4 separate regions of the Gossypium hirsutum genome follow, and regions 2, 3 and 4 are each linked to region 1. Evidence: chromatin contacts called from public Hi-C data. All regions are on one chromosome and are shown on one strand. The core of a region is the stretch at or near the end of the contact, and the rest is flanking DNA. Distances in the headings are between cores, read along the strand shown.

Region 1 (3,004 bases), core at 354-2,853:
TCACAATAGTCTTTAATCCAGCTCTAAAGATTTACAATTTTGTTGCTCCATATTTGCTGGTACGATTGCTGATATTTTGTTGGTCCATATTTTATCCAGCTGAATCTAATTAAAAAAAATTAGAGAACTTTTCTTGACACGATTGCTGATATAAACAAAGCACTTCAGTCCCCTTATATTCTTCTAATATTTCATGAAAGCAAAATAATACATATGCTTTACAACAGTGCCTCTTTTACATTTTAGAGCTTTCCAGAATCAAAATCACTTCACTCGCGATTAATGTACTCTCTTCAAGAGCATACAAAGAAGGTGTAACACTGTTTTTCGGACATATAGAGTATGTTTCACTCATGTCTCTCCTATATAGAACTTCTGGAAGAATAAATGATAGTTGCACTAAAAATTTGGTCTAACATCTATTATGATTCCAGATGTAAAAAGAACATATCAAGACCCTTACAGCAGAAAAATGAGGTAATGTTCTTAAAAAAGCCATATCCTTAACTAAGTGCATCTAAAATAGGAACTAAACCTCAGGAAAAAGTATAACAATAAGAAGGCTTTTAATTCCAAAGGCCAATACAGAAACATCCTAGAATTAAGTGTCAAACTGAAGCATGCAAAAATGGCCCATTATGGGAAGGAAAATGCATAAAGCAGATGTAAAAATACTCAAAAAAATATTCTTTATAAATATACCTAAAAGATCCTATGCTTCGGCGAATCTAGCATAAACAAACAAGTATTTTAGCTATCCATAAATTGATCAAAACCAAAATTGGACGTTTTAAAATTTTACAAGGTCAAGCTCATTAGAGCAGTAATTATAATAACTACAATGCTAACAAGGTCAAGAAGTTCAAGTTTAACAACTAATCTTAAACTTAAGCTAAAAACTTCCAGAAACATTAAGAAAAATATAAAAGAAATTCCCCTAGAATTAACCACAGCCCCCCGCGCCCCGACCTTAGCCCCCCAAAATTCAGAACTGGCCAAGCAGCTATGAAGTATTGCTGTTCACATTTTCGAAGTATAAAATAAATAAATTTACTTCAACAGCTGGTATAGCTTTACTTGATGGACTTTTATAACTTGAAAACAAACTTGAAAAACCATTAAAATGCAACTAATTCACCAAAACCTTAAATTTGACCAAACCAACTCTCAAAAAACCCAAAACAGACAAGGAAAGAAAACCCAGAAATCCTCATTCACTATCATTGAAATTTTACATCGGTTTTTTATAAGAAAATAAAAGAAATTGAGAAAATAAGGGAAAGGCATAAACATACAGTCTAGAAAGAAGATCGACGAGCTGGGATTTAGCAAGAGGGTCAAGCAAAGAACGTAGCTCTTCTTGAGTTGATAACTGGTCGTTGTTTCCCATCTCTTCCATCTTTCTCTTCTTCAAATCCTCCATTTATTTTGCTTTCCTTTCTCGGCTTTGTTTCTGTCTGCAAAAATGGGCTGTTTTGTTCACGAGTTTACGAGGGTTTTTAGGTTAAGGATGGAATTGTCTTGTTTTGGGTAATATTAAGATATGAAATGAAACCTTGTTGTTTGTAAACACTGTTACAATATCCGCCTTACAGTTTCTGGTTCTTACAATTAAAGCCCAAAGTATTTGAGATGGACTTATTGTATGAGGGTGGGCGTGGAACAATCAATTTGTCCAATCTGGGGCGGGAGTTCTAGCCTAGGGTCACCAGGTGAAGTCATTCTTGTTTACCTATTAACAGCTTACATTCTTATAATTTTTACATGATTATTTTATGTTTCAAATAAAAGTAACATTTTACCAATTACTTAATTTATTATATATATTAAGTATAATATAATTTATAATCTAGCACGGTTTGAAAAAAACTTTTAACTAATGAAAATGCCATTTATTATCTATTTATTACTAAATTGGCAATTTATTAATTATTTCTAATTATGATGTGATAATAACAAAAGTACTATTAATTTATTAATTATAATTAGATAAATTAAAATAATATCAAATGTAATTTAATTAATTATTATATAATAATATCAAAAGTGATTTAGCTGTAGATAAAATTTTATTTTCACATTTCTTGTAAATAAATATTATAAAATATTATTCTATAAATAATAATTATAGTTATTTATTAATAGTGTTTTTATATAAAATATTATTGATATAAATTATTGATAATCAAGTATTTTTAGAGTAATTAATTAGATAAATAAATAATTTTTAAAATTTTGAATTTTATCCAATGAGATTTTGAGATGAAAGACAAATGATAATTTTATATTTTAGATATTTTACCCATGAATATATTAAAATATGAGAGCATATTAATATGTGTGGTGATGGAATATATTTTGAAAAAATTTGAGACCAAAAACAATCCTAACCACAAAAAAAAAATTAAGAGGTTTGATTTTTACCCTCTCAGTGTCTTTTAAATTAAACTAAATTAGTTTAATAGGCTAAACTTTTTAATTAAGTCTTTAGGCTGATTTAAAATCTAATTAGGGAAATAGGTCGTTTTTAGGATAGAGAAAGTGAAAGCGTGTCCAACTGAACACGCTTTCTGCACATATAGCAGGAAAGTACGCCCAGTTGGACGCGCATTTCCTTTTTCTCTCCAGTGTTAGGGCTTTTATTTTTTTAGGATTGGGATTTTGTGTTTTTTTAGGGTTTAAGGTTTTTGACTGAAACAGAAAGAGTTCTTAGGTAGTTTTGAGGGGTCGGGGATATGATAACGCGTATCAGCACACATACATTTTATATGTCATGGCAGGATAGGACCATCCTTAGAAACCCATCGTGGGGAAATTAGGTTTTAGGGTAATAATACTTAATACAATCAAGGGTCGAAGTCTAGGTGGAGACCTAATCACCGGTCGTGATGTGGTCACAGGTTCGAGTATAACCAGGGGGCTAGGTGACATTCGTTACGCAGCAAGAGTTCAAGCTTTTTGGATACCCATAAAAATGCCCTATATATACCATACATAAGATTTA
Region 2 (3,004 bases), core at 275-2,774, 510 kb before region 1:
TGAAGACCATATCATCTGGTGTGGTGAGCCAACGGGGGAGTATTCGGTCCGTAGAGGGCATAAATTTATTTTACAAGATGGATAGAACCAAGAACAATTAAATTATGAAAAATTTTACAAGAAATTGTGGAATTTAGATCTACCCCCAAAAATTAAAATTACAAACTAGATGTTTTCCAGTAACTATTTGCTTACTTTTAGTAATCTACCCTTTAGAAGAATGATGGGTTCCACCACTTGTTGAAGATGTCAGACTGGAGCAGAAACGAGGGAACACTTGTTTAGGGAGTGTTCTACAATAAAGGAGACATGGGAGAAGTTAAATGTTACCTGGCCTATAGCAGATGCAAACACTGAATTCAAAGAATGGATTAAAAACATTTTTGATTCAAATTCTGTAGCTAAATGCAAGTTGATAGCATGTGCAATGTGAGCGATATGGACATGAAGAAACAGATTCATTCATGAAGGAGAGCTGAAATCGGGTTCTCAAATAGCAGATTTCGTGATCAACTACCTTAAGGAACTTGATGGGTTGAACACACACCTACCAGTGAGAAGGATACATACGGAGAGATGGGTAGCTCCGAATGGGTTGATGGTAAAAATCAACTTCGATGCTGCATTTAACAGGCAAAAGAATGAGTCTTGCTCTGGGTTAGTGGTTCAAAACGAAAGAGTAGAAGTTATTTGTTCAAGAACAGTCATGCACGAGAACATAACGTCTGTTTTTGCAGCAGAAGCGATGGCGTGTCTTCAGGCACTCAATCTAGGGTTAAATCTCGGGCTGAGGGAGGCTGAGATGGAAGGAGATTCTCGTTCGGTGATCCGTAAACTGCAAGCTGAGGAAGAAGAAAGATCTGATATTGAAGCTTATATTAAAGATTCTAAGCAACTAAGTTTAGGTTTTGGGTCTTGTGTCTTTCGATTTACCCATAGAGAATCTAACATGGTTGCCCATATCATAGCTACAGAATGAATCAAAAAGAGGGAGACAACTTATCTGATGCATACGGAGCGGTGGATGCTGATCGAAGATGGACGGAAGCCATGAAGGAGTGAAGAGACAGGAGTGTTGCAGGAGAGAATAAAGATGGACTTGACTGGACAGACAGATACAAGTATTGAGAGATGCATTGAAGAGGGTTATTGTTTCTGATTAAAGTTAATGGAGCACAATGATGAGATTTTTTTTTGGTTTCCCATGCCTTTTTTGTTGCTTTTCAGGAGAGGGGTTGATTAATGGATAACAACTGGGATAGAAGATGTCTCTAAAGTTTCCCCGTTTTGCAATCTGGATCCTAATTCTATTTTTTGGGCTGTTTTGATATTTGACTTTTTGTAAACAACCCAGTTTATTATTTTGGGCTTGTTTTTATGAATAAAGATCCAAATATTATATTAAAAAAAGTAAAATTCGGGCCATAAGGCTATTTTTGACAGCAAGTCAAATCAATGAGTCAAGAGTCCAATCTATTCACAGCCAACAAAAAGAGAAAGAAGGGCATAATAGTAATTTGAGTAGGAGCCAAAACCAAACTGAGGTCGACATTTCCAAAGATCCCGTCGTTGCTTCCCAACTGTTGGAAACCAAAACTCCATCAACCACTTCGGTTTCATCGAAACCCCCAAAACATAACCCCACTCCCCTCCTCTTTTCTTTATATTCTCATCACCTCACTGCTCTTTCTGTACAATCCCCACGTTCATAACCCAATCTTCCTCCTCCTTTGCTTCGGTGAGTTTTCAGATCTTTCCATGTTAGTTCTTGCTCAGTGTTATTCAAACTTTACTAATGCCTTCATTCCATTTACATGTTTATTTGAGCATTAATGGAAATCTTCTGCTTCTAATTTGGTCCCTTAGAAATCTGATGAAAATAACCAACCATTTATTACATGTCAGAGCATTACACCACACAATGGCCAAGCCATTATATGAGAATCCAAACCAGAGATTTGGGTGTTGGAGACAATTTATTTACTAAGAAAAAGTTTTTAACTTGTCATCTTATTACATTCCCACAGAGGGGATGTTGGTGTCTCTTATGTTATAAAGTTAACACTCTTGCTAATGATATTGCTTAAAAATGTTGCCTTTCTGTTAACCATAATGCCTTGTGTTTCACTTGATTATTTAACTGTTCCACTTGATCTTGTAGAACTGTATTGACTTTGGGTGATTCAAATAAGATAAAAGAAGAAAATATGGGAACGGCAGCAGCTCCTGACCCTTACATGACCAACATTAAACCTTGTATTTCTTCTTCTCGTAAAATTGTTGTCTCGACCATGGTGAACATCATCGCTCAGCATAAAGAGGCATCATGGTCAGGGCTTGCAAGTGCCTCTCACATCTCGTCAAGGCAGCCGTTCCTCCATAGGATCACTTCAAAGCCTGTCAAGTTTGAAAAGTTTGTTACAAGAGCCATGTCTGAACCAAGTGACAACAAGCCTTTGTCTGGACTTCCTATTGATTTGAGAGGTAACCTATCCTTATTTCCCCCTCTCTTATAACTTCTATGCGTTAATTCAAATAATGTTGAATACAAATTAGAATACATGATGATGTTGTACCAGCTAACCATGTTTATTGAATCTTGACATGACTGAAAAGCTCTTAAGACATGAAATTTGTCTGTGCAGTATGGACGTAAACCAGTTGAACATCTAATATGATGTGTTGGTTTGCAGGTAAAAGAGCATTTATAGCTGGTGTTGCTGATGACAATGGATATGGTTGGGCAATAGCAAAATCTCTTGCTGCTGCTGGAGCTGAAATTCTTGTTGGAACATGGGTGCCTGTATGTATCTTTATTTAACATATGTGTCATTTAGAAGCAAAGAGTCTCATTTTAAGGTCAAAGTTGTACTTTTTTACAGTTTTTCTTACAACTGCAAACATTTCTTTGTGCAGGCACTCAACATATTCGAGAGCAGTCTAAGACGTGGGAAATTTGATGAATCACGCGTGTAAGAACAAAAATGTTCTTTCCTGTTGATTG
Region 3 (3,004 bases), core at 145-2,644, 450 kb before region 1:
TTCACCACTTCCAGGATCTTCACGAGAAGAAACAATAGTCGGCTTCTTTGCTTTTCCTCTGCCTTTTCTCATTGTACAAGAACCAGTTACAAAACAATCTCAAACAACTGAAGTAGGTTCCTACAAACACAAAGAAATATATTCAGTCCAAAAGAATCCACTTCCAATAACAAATGATCAATGAACACAAGAAAAACAGAGATTATTAAGTGAGAGAGAAACAGGAAATAGCACACTCCATTTCAGAAAGTCACAATATGATTTTGTGTACCATCAGTTAATTTAATGTTCCCTTTTCTAAGAAACAAAGGTAAAACACACCTGAACCTCCACAGAAATTCCTATATGGTTCATCCAACTGCTTTTACCATTTTTTTAATGAATAAGAAATGGATTTTATTGTTATAATTCCACCTCTTTTCCTATATTTTCTGGGACTAAATTGAAAGGATAAAAAACTCAACCAAACTGCTCTCAAAAAGGATTAGTCATTGGATTGGAAAAGAAAAAAAAGATTCAACACAAATAAACCTAATTTCAAACCTAAAAACTGCACAAGAACAGCCCCCAAATCTAAACATCTATAAACTACAAATCCGAGCAATCTTCAAATAAGTGTAATCACGCTAACAATAGAGGAAACCCAAATCAATACAAAAGCCATGGATTCTAAATCTTTTGTTTTATTTACCTTCCTACATGAGAAGAACATCATCTCTCGTTTATTAACTTCAGGTAAAGTAGGTAGACTATAAGATATTAAATCTGTGTTTCAGTATAAATATATATTCTTCATCCCTAATAATTACGTCACCAAACACAGCATTAACTTCTTATAAACCAATACACCGTAAACAAACATTTTACATAATAGCTTTTTAACTACTTTTTCAAGAGAGAACTCCATTGTGTGTGTTTTTTTTAAATGAAACAAGAAAGATGAAACTAACCTTAAAACACACACCAATATTCTGCATCTTTGACACAAAATCCCATTTTTCAGAATCTCATAATGAAAGTCAAGGAAGTTGCTAAAACCCCAAGAAGAAAGAAGAAAATGGACCACGTGTTCCTCTCAATGGTTTTACGAGAATGAAGCCAACAAAGAACAAGATAAGCTTCCCCCCCCCCCCGGCCCCCGCCCCTCGAAAACAATGATCTAAATGAGAAATAAAAGAAAACGCAGATCAGAGAATATAGTTTAAGTTAAAAGGAAACATCATCAAAAAGCACAGTGAGTCTTTTAACAGAGCTAAGGCAAGGTTGAGAAAGAGAAGATTATTAGAAAAAAATTTGGTAGGAAGAAGAAATGGTCAGTGGTAAAAGAAGAGATAAGTGTTAAAAACAAGGGTTCAACTTCAACTTCAAGTTATAGCATTGATATTGAACATTTGATGTACAAACAAAAATTAAAATAGATAAAGGTATTTATTTTGTAGAGTAAAAACCAAAATAGAAAGAAGTAACACACACTTTGCTCACTGTCAAACAACAATGTGGGATGATCATCAATTCATCTAAAAATTTGACTGCTGGTTTTGGGTGGCTTTGACGGAAATGTGTACGGTGATTATTGCATGACAGACAAATATATCTATATAAGTGTTTGTACACAGGATTTTTCCATAGATGGTTACAGATTCTGTGAACTGAGACTTGGTTTAAATCATACGCGCCATAGGAGCGTGAGTGAATTTCAAAGGAAAACGCAAAGGCGCGTTATCTTAGTTTAGAGTAGAGGTGTTCATGGGCTGGGCGGTTCGGCCCGGCCCGACGGCCCACCCGAAATATGAAAGGGTTTGGATAAAAATATAGACCCGAAATATGAGTTTGGGCAAAAAAATGAAGCTCGTTTAGAAAACGGGCCGGGCCTCGAACACCACTTTTTTAGCTCGGGCCTGACCCGGCCCGGCCCGAATATAATAAATATATATATTTTATTTTTAAAAATATTTAAAAATATTTTTTTATTTTTAAAATATTTTTAAAATACTTTTTTTTTTAATTTTCTAAAAATTTTTTTGGTGTTTATTTAAAAAATGGGCAGGCTAGGCCTGGACAAAATTTCAGGCCCATATTTCGGGCCGAGCCTAGGCCTAGGACTCGGGCCAAAATTTTTTTATGGGCCCGACTCGAACCCGGCCCGGCCCGACCCATGAACACCTCTAGTTTAGAGGTAGTGTCACTGTTTTTAGATTAGAAATTTGATTAGCCTCACTCTCCCTTTTATTTATTTAGGATTTTGATAGTTAAAATATACAAACACTAATTACATTTCTTATAATTCCACAACTATATCATAATAAATTTCAAAATATATTAATTTCTAGAAAAAATTATATATATTAATTTCTAGAAAAATTAATATATAAATTTTTCTAAAATTTAATATATTAATTATTTGTCATTTGATTCGCTTCAATAGATCCTTTTAAAAACTAAAATAAAATCATCGTATGTAATATGTGAGTTTAAAAATATATCATAAAATATAATTATTAATAAATTAACAAGAAAAATAAACATACTATATAATTTATATAATTAATCTAGCATTTCATATTTATTGAGCTATTCTCTCTCTAGCAATAAGAATATACTTTTGTTGTGTTTAACGACACATCACTCAACGATTTAGGTTATGCATTAATGCAAGAGGGGAAAGTGATTGCTTATGCTTCTCGACAACTTAAGTCACATGAAAAGAATTATCCTACTCATGGTTTGGAACTTGCAACGGTAGTTTTCGCTCTGAATATTTGGAAACATGACTGCCTCCGGACGTTCTAACGTCCAGAGTGTGAATACTGTAATAGAATGAAAAATTACAAGGTGGTATCCGTAAGTATACGGGTCGAATTGTAATATAGATTTTATAACGAAGTAGGTAAGTACTCCGAGGATCGAACCCAATGGAGGCGAGTACTAAATCAATCTTAACTTAAACAATTAAATATCTAATTAATACTTTAAGTCAATTATAGTACGAAATAAAATAAGAGAT
Region 4 (3,004 bases), core at 179-2,678, 270 kb before region 1:
CAAAGCCGCTTTTTTCCAACATTTAGGTCATGAAGCAAACTACTTGTTTTCTTCAATGTGCATGAACCAAGTAATATGGGGTAAGAACACACAATTTTCCCAATCTCATCCACTTCCATCTCAATCTCCTGAAAAAGCAGAAAAAATCTGATAATATTTGAAACAAAATGTGAAACTTGGATTTCCGGAAACTGTAGAAACATAGAGGATATCCTGTCCATTCGGAGTCCAAATTTCAACAGGAATGCAATTAGCGAAAGCACTCTGCCACTGGAGCCCTCAAACAAAAGCCGTGGATGCTGGCTGATTAACCCACCTAACTCACCGCTACAACCCATCTCCCTAAAGAATTTCAAAACTCGAAATATCATACTCCAATTGTAGAACTCCTTCTCCGACAAATGCTCCTTAATCCACGCATAATCAAATCCCAAACCGTTCAAAATCTCTAATACCTTAATAAATTTAATATCTATATCCCCAGTCAAAACATGAGGACTATAAACAATAATCTTCGCAATAAAAGACTGACTAAGCCCTAGTTTTTGATAAGCTTGAAGCTTCAATAGCAAAACTCCAAAATCATGCTGAAACACTTGAACTGCTTTCTTATATATCTGACCAATCTTATTTCGTTCAACCCCGAACTCGCACAAGACCCTATAATTCTCTAGCAACAAACAATCATCACTGAGAAACATCAAATCCCTAGGAAGTAAAGGGGTATACTCACAAGGTTTCAGTCCCAAACTCTCAAAGAAAGGTTCAAATTCATTAATGGGATGGTAACGCAAAAACCGCGACATAGACCTTCTAACATCTTTCACAATTTCAACCTTCTTCAAAAGCTTTCTTAAGAAATGGGGTGAGTTTTTGCTCATATTCTCTGCATCTACAAACTGAATACTCCTAGTAGAATGCAAATACTCCAACAACGCGGTTTGAGCCTCTTTCAATGTGGCACGGGGGATTCGCACGCCGTCTTCCCCATAACACTGTTGACTCAAAACTGATCTTTTTGTGGTATAAAGTCTAGGGTTTTGGCTTTGTGGGACGTGAAATGAACCCATTTTTTGCTGGTTTTCAACAAAATAAGACGATACCCATTTGAGAATAGATGGATTCCCAAGTTTTTGAAAATGGGTCATCATTAGTTTGATCAAATATGAAGCCAACTTATCAATAGGCAAAGAGAGCAGACAAAGGATAGGTTTTAAAGCAGATATGGTTCAGTTATGGCGTATTACCTGGGATTTGGCAAGTGTGGGTGCATTGTCAGCTATTTTGTTTGTTCATTTCCTCTTCAACTGATGTAGAGGTAGGCAGGCAGCCCAGAAGGCAGTTGCAATAAGGTTTACGGTCTTAATTTCAGACTCGCCAGAGGGTTTTTGGTTGAACTGACGCGGGTTTACGCTAAACAACGGAAATACATTAGATTTGATTATTTTATATATACCCTTTTGAACTTTAGAAATACTTTACCTTTTTGCTATTTAAAAATTTTGGTTTCGTATAATTTTACTGGTTGTTATAAACAAAGTAAAATAATATTTTTAATATCAATAATTATTTTTATTTTTTTTTCAATCTAGCCTTTACCTTTAAAAGTAAATAAAAAAATTAAAAATTAATCTTTTTCATATTTTAAATAAAAATAAAAAAATTAAAATAGAAATATTTTTAAAAAAATCTAAAATTATGAAAAAATTATTTAAAATTCAAAAATAAAAAAATCATTTTAAATATATAAAAATTCTAAAATTTAATGTTGTCTAAATTGGATTGGACTAACATGTCGAATTAGTTGGAATAGGAATCGGCTAGGTATCGATCCGTGATAGGTAAAAAAATTGATTGATTTGTGAACTGTACAAACTATTTGAATTGGGCTAAAAACTTGTTAACCTGACTTTTATAATTATTTAATATTTTTTATTTTTTATTTTTAATAATTTATTTGTTTTGAACTGATAGGACTGTTCAAGTTTAGAATCCATTCGTCTAACTAGTTTGATCACCACTTTGGTTCCAAAAACATTGCCAAAATTCAAATATATATGTGTGTTATTTGCTCTTTGAGTGGTAATAAGAGGTGTTCATGGGTCATGTAACCCCATCAACCCGATCAGCTCAACTCGTTATGAGATGTCTTAGGCTTATATTTTTTAACCTTGGGATGACCGACCTAGGCTCGTTTTAATGTTTAAATAATGTAATATTTATACCAATATTTAATTATAAAAAATAATGCATGGGTTATGTAACTCAGTTAGCCCAACCGACCTAACTCGTTTTGGGATGGACTTAGGCTTATATTTTTTTAACCTTAGGTTGGTCGGACTTAGCTTGTTTTTTAACAATCACTAAATGTAAAATTAAACAAAAGGACCAAGATTTTTAAATAAAAAAAGTGCAGGGACCCAATGTCTTAAAATTAAAGTACAGGATTAAATTTTAAACTTAAAAAAGAATTTGACTTATTTAAACCAAATTAATCCTTCTATAAAAATTTAGGGATAATGTTAATATAACACCCCAAAATTCTTAGTACAAAAAATGGTACTGGTCTAAGAATGAATACAATGAATTATTAAAAAATTTGGAAATGAGTTAGTTATTGAGTACTGGTATGGAATTAATTTGATATTTGAGAAGGAAATCAACATAGAGGATTGTGAAAGTGAGAATTCAGTGAAAATGAACATTTTTTTTTAAATGAGGACAAAAGCATAAATTTGACCAAAAAAGAAAAAGGAACTAAGAATGATTATTTGGTATGAAAGTGACATGGAACATGCATTACTATGATGAGGATCACCTTTGGATTAAATTGAAAAATAGTGAAGAGTACATGGACTAAATTGCAATTTTATTATTGTCATTGTAAAAGGGCATAAGTGTAATTTTCAACACTGGAGGACAAATATTGAAGTATAATTGTGATTTAAGAAGTTTGGATATGTTAAGTGTTAAGTTGATTGTAACACCTTATACCCGATCCGAT

The links. Hi-C and Micro-C count contacts between places; a contact is called where the count stands out from the background.
Region 2: a contact with region 1 is called in a Hi-C map of leaf, with 3 times the contacts expected there. The contact joins the promoter of LOC121216156 here to the promoter of LOC107899743 in region 1. A contact is called at or near these places in 7 of 34 Hi-C or Micro-C datasets (hypocotyl, leaf and petal).
Region 3: a Hi-C map of leaf shows a contact between it and region 1, with 2.5 times the contacts expected there. The contact joins the promoter of LOC107898482 here to the promoter of LOC107899743 in region 1. A contact is called at or near these places in 7 of 34 Hi-C or Micro-C datasets (callus, hypocotyl, leaf and 1 more).
Region 4: a Hi-C map of leaf shows a contact between it and region 1, with 2.1 times the contacts expected there. The contact joins the promoter of LOC107948388 here to the promoter of LOC107899743 in region 1. A contact is called at or near these places in 4 of 34 Hi-C or Micro-C datasets (hypocotyl, leaf and petal).

The regions. Positions count from the first base shown.
Region 1 is chrD04:25,687,821-25,690,824 of Gossypium_hirsutum_v2.1, forward strand. It overlaps LOC107899743 (UBP1-associated protein 2C), which reads right to left and starts at 1,604. Exons shown (of 6, transcript XM_016825527.2): 1 at 1,296-1,604. The coding sequence starts at 1,423.
Region 2 is chrD04:25,179,847-25,182,850 of Gossypium_hirsutum_v2.1, forward strand. LOC121216156 (enoyl-[acyl-carrier-protein] reductase [NADH], chloroplastic) reads left to right here and starts at 1,525. Exons shown (of 13, transcript XM_041091485.1): 1 at 1,525-1,738; 2 at 2,162-2,484; 3 at 2,694-2,803; 4 at 2,917-2,972. The coding sequence starts at 2,208.
Region 3 is chrD04:25,233,166-25,236,169 of Gossypium_hirsutum_v2.1, forward strand. LOC107898482 (KS1 protein) reads right to left here and starts at 1,395. Exons shown (of 2, transcript XM_016823939.2): 1 at 951-1,395; 2 at 1-120. The coding sequence starts at 72.
Region 4 is chrD04:25,417,835-25,420,838 of Gossypium_hirsutum_v2.1, forward strand. It overlaps LOC107948388 (transcription termination factor MTEF18, mitochondrial), which reads right to left and starts at 1,429. Exons shown (of 1, transcript XM_016882921.2): 1 at 1-1,429. The coding sequence starts at 1,151.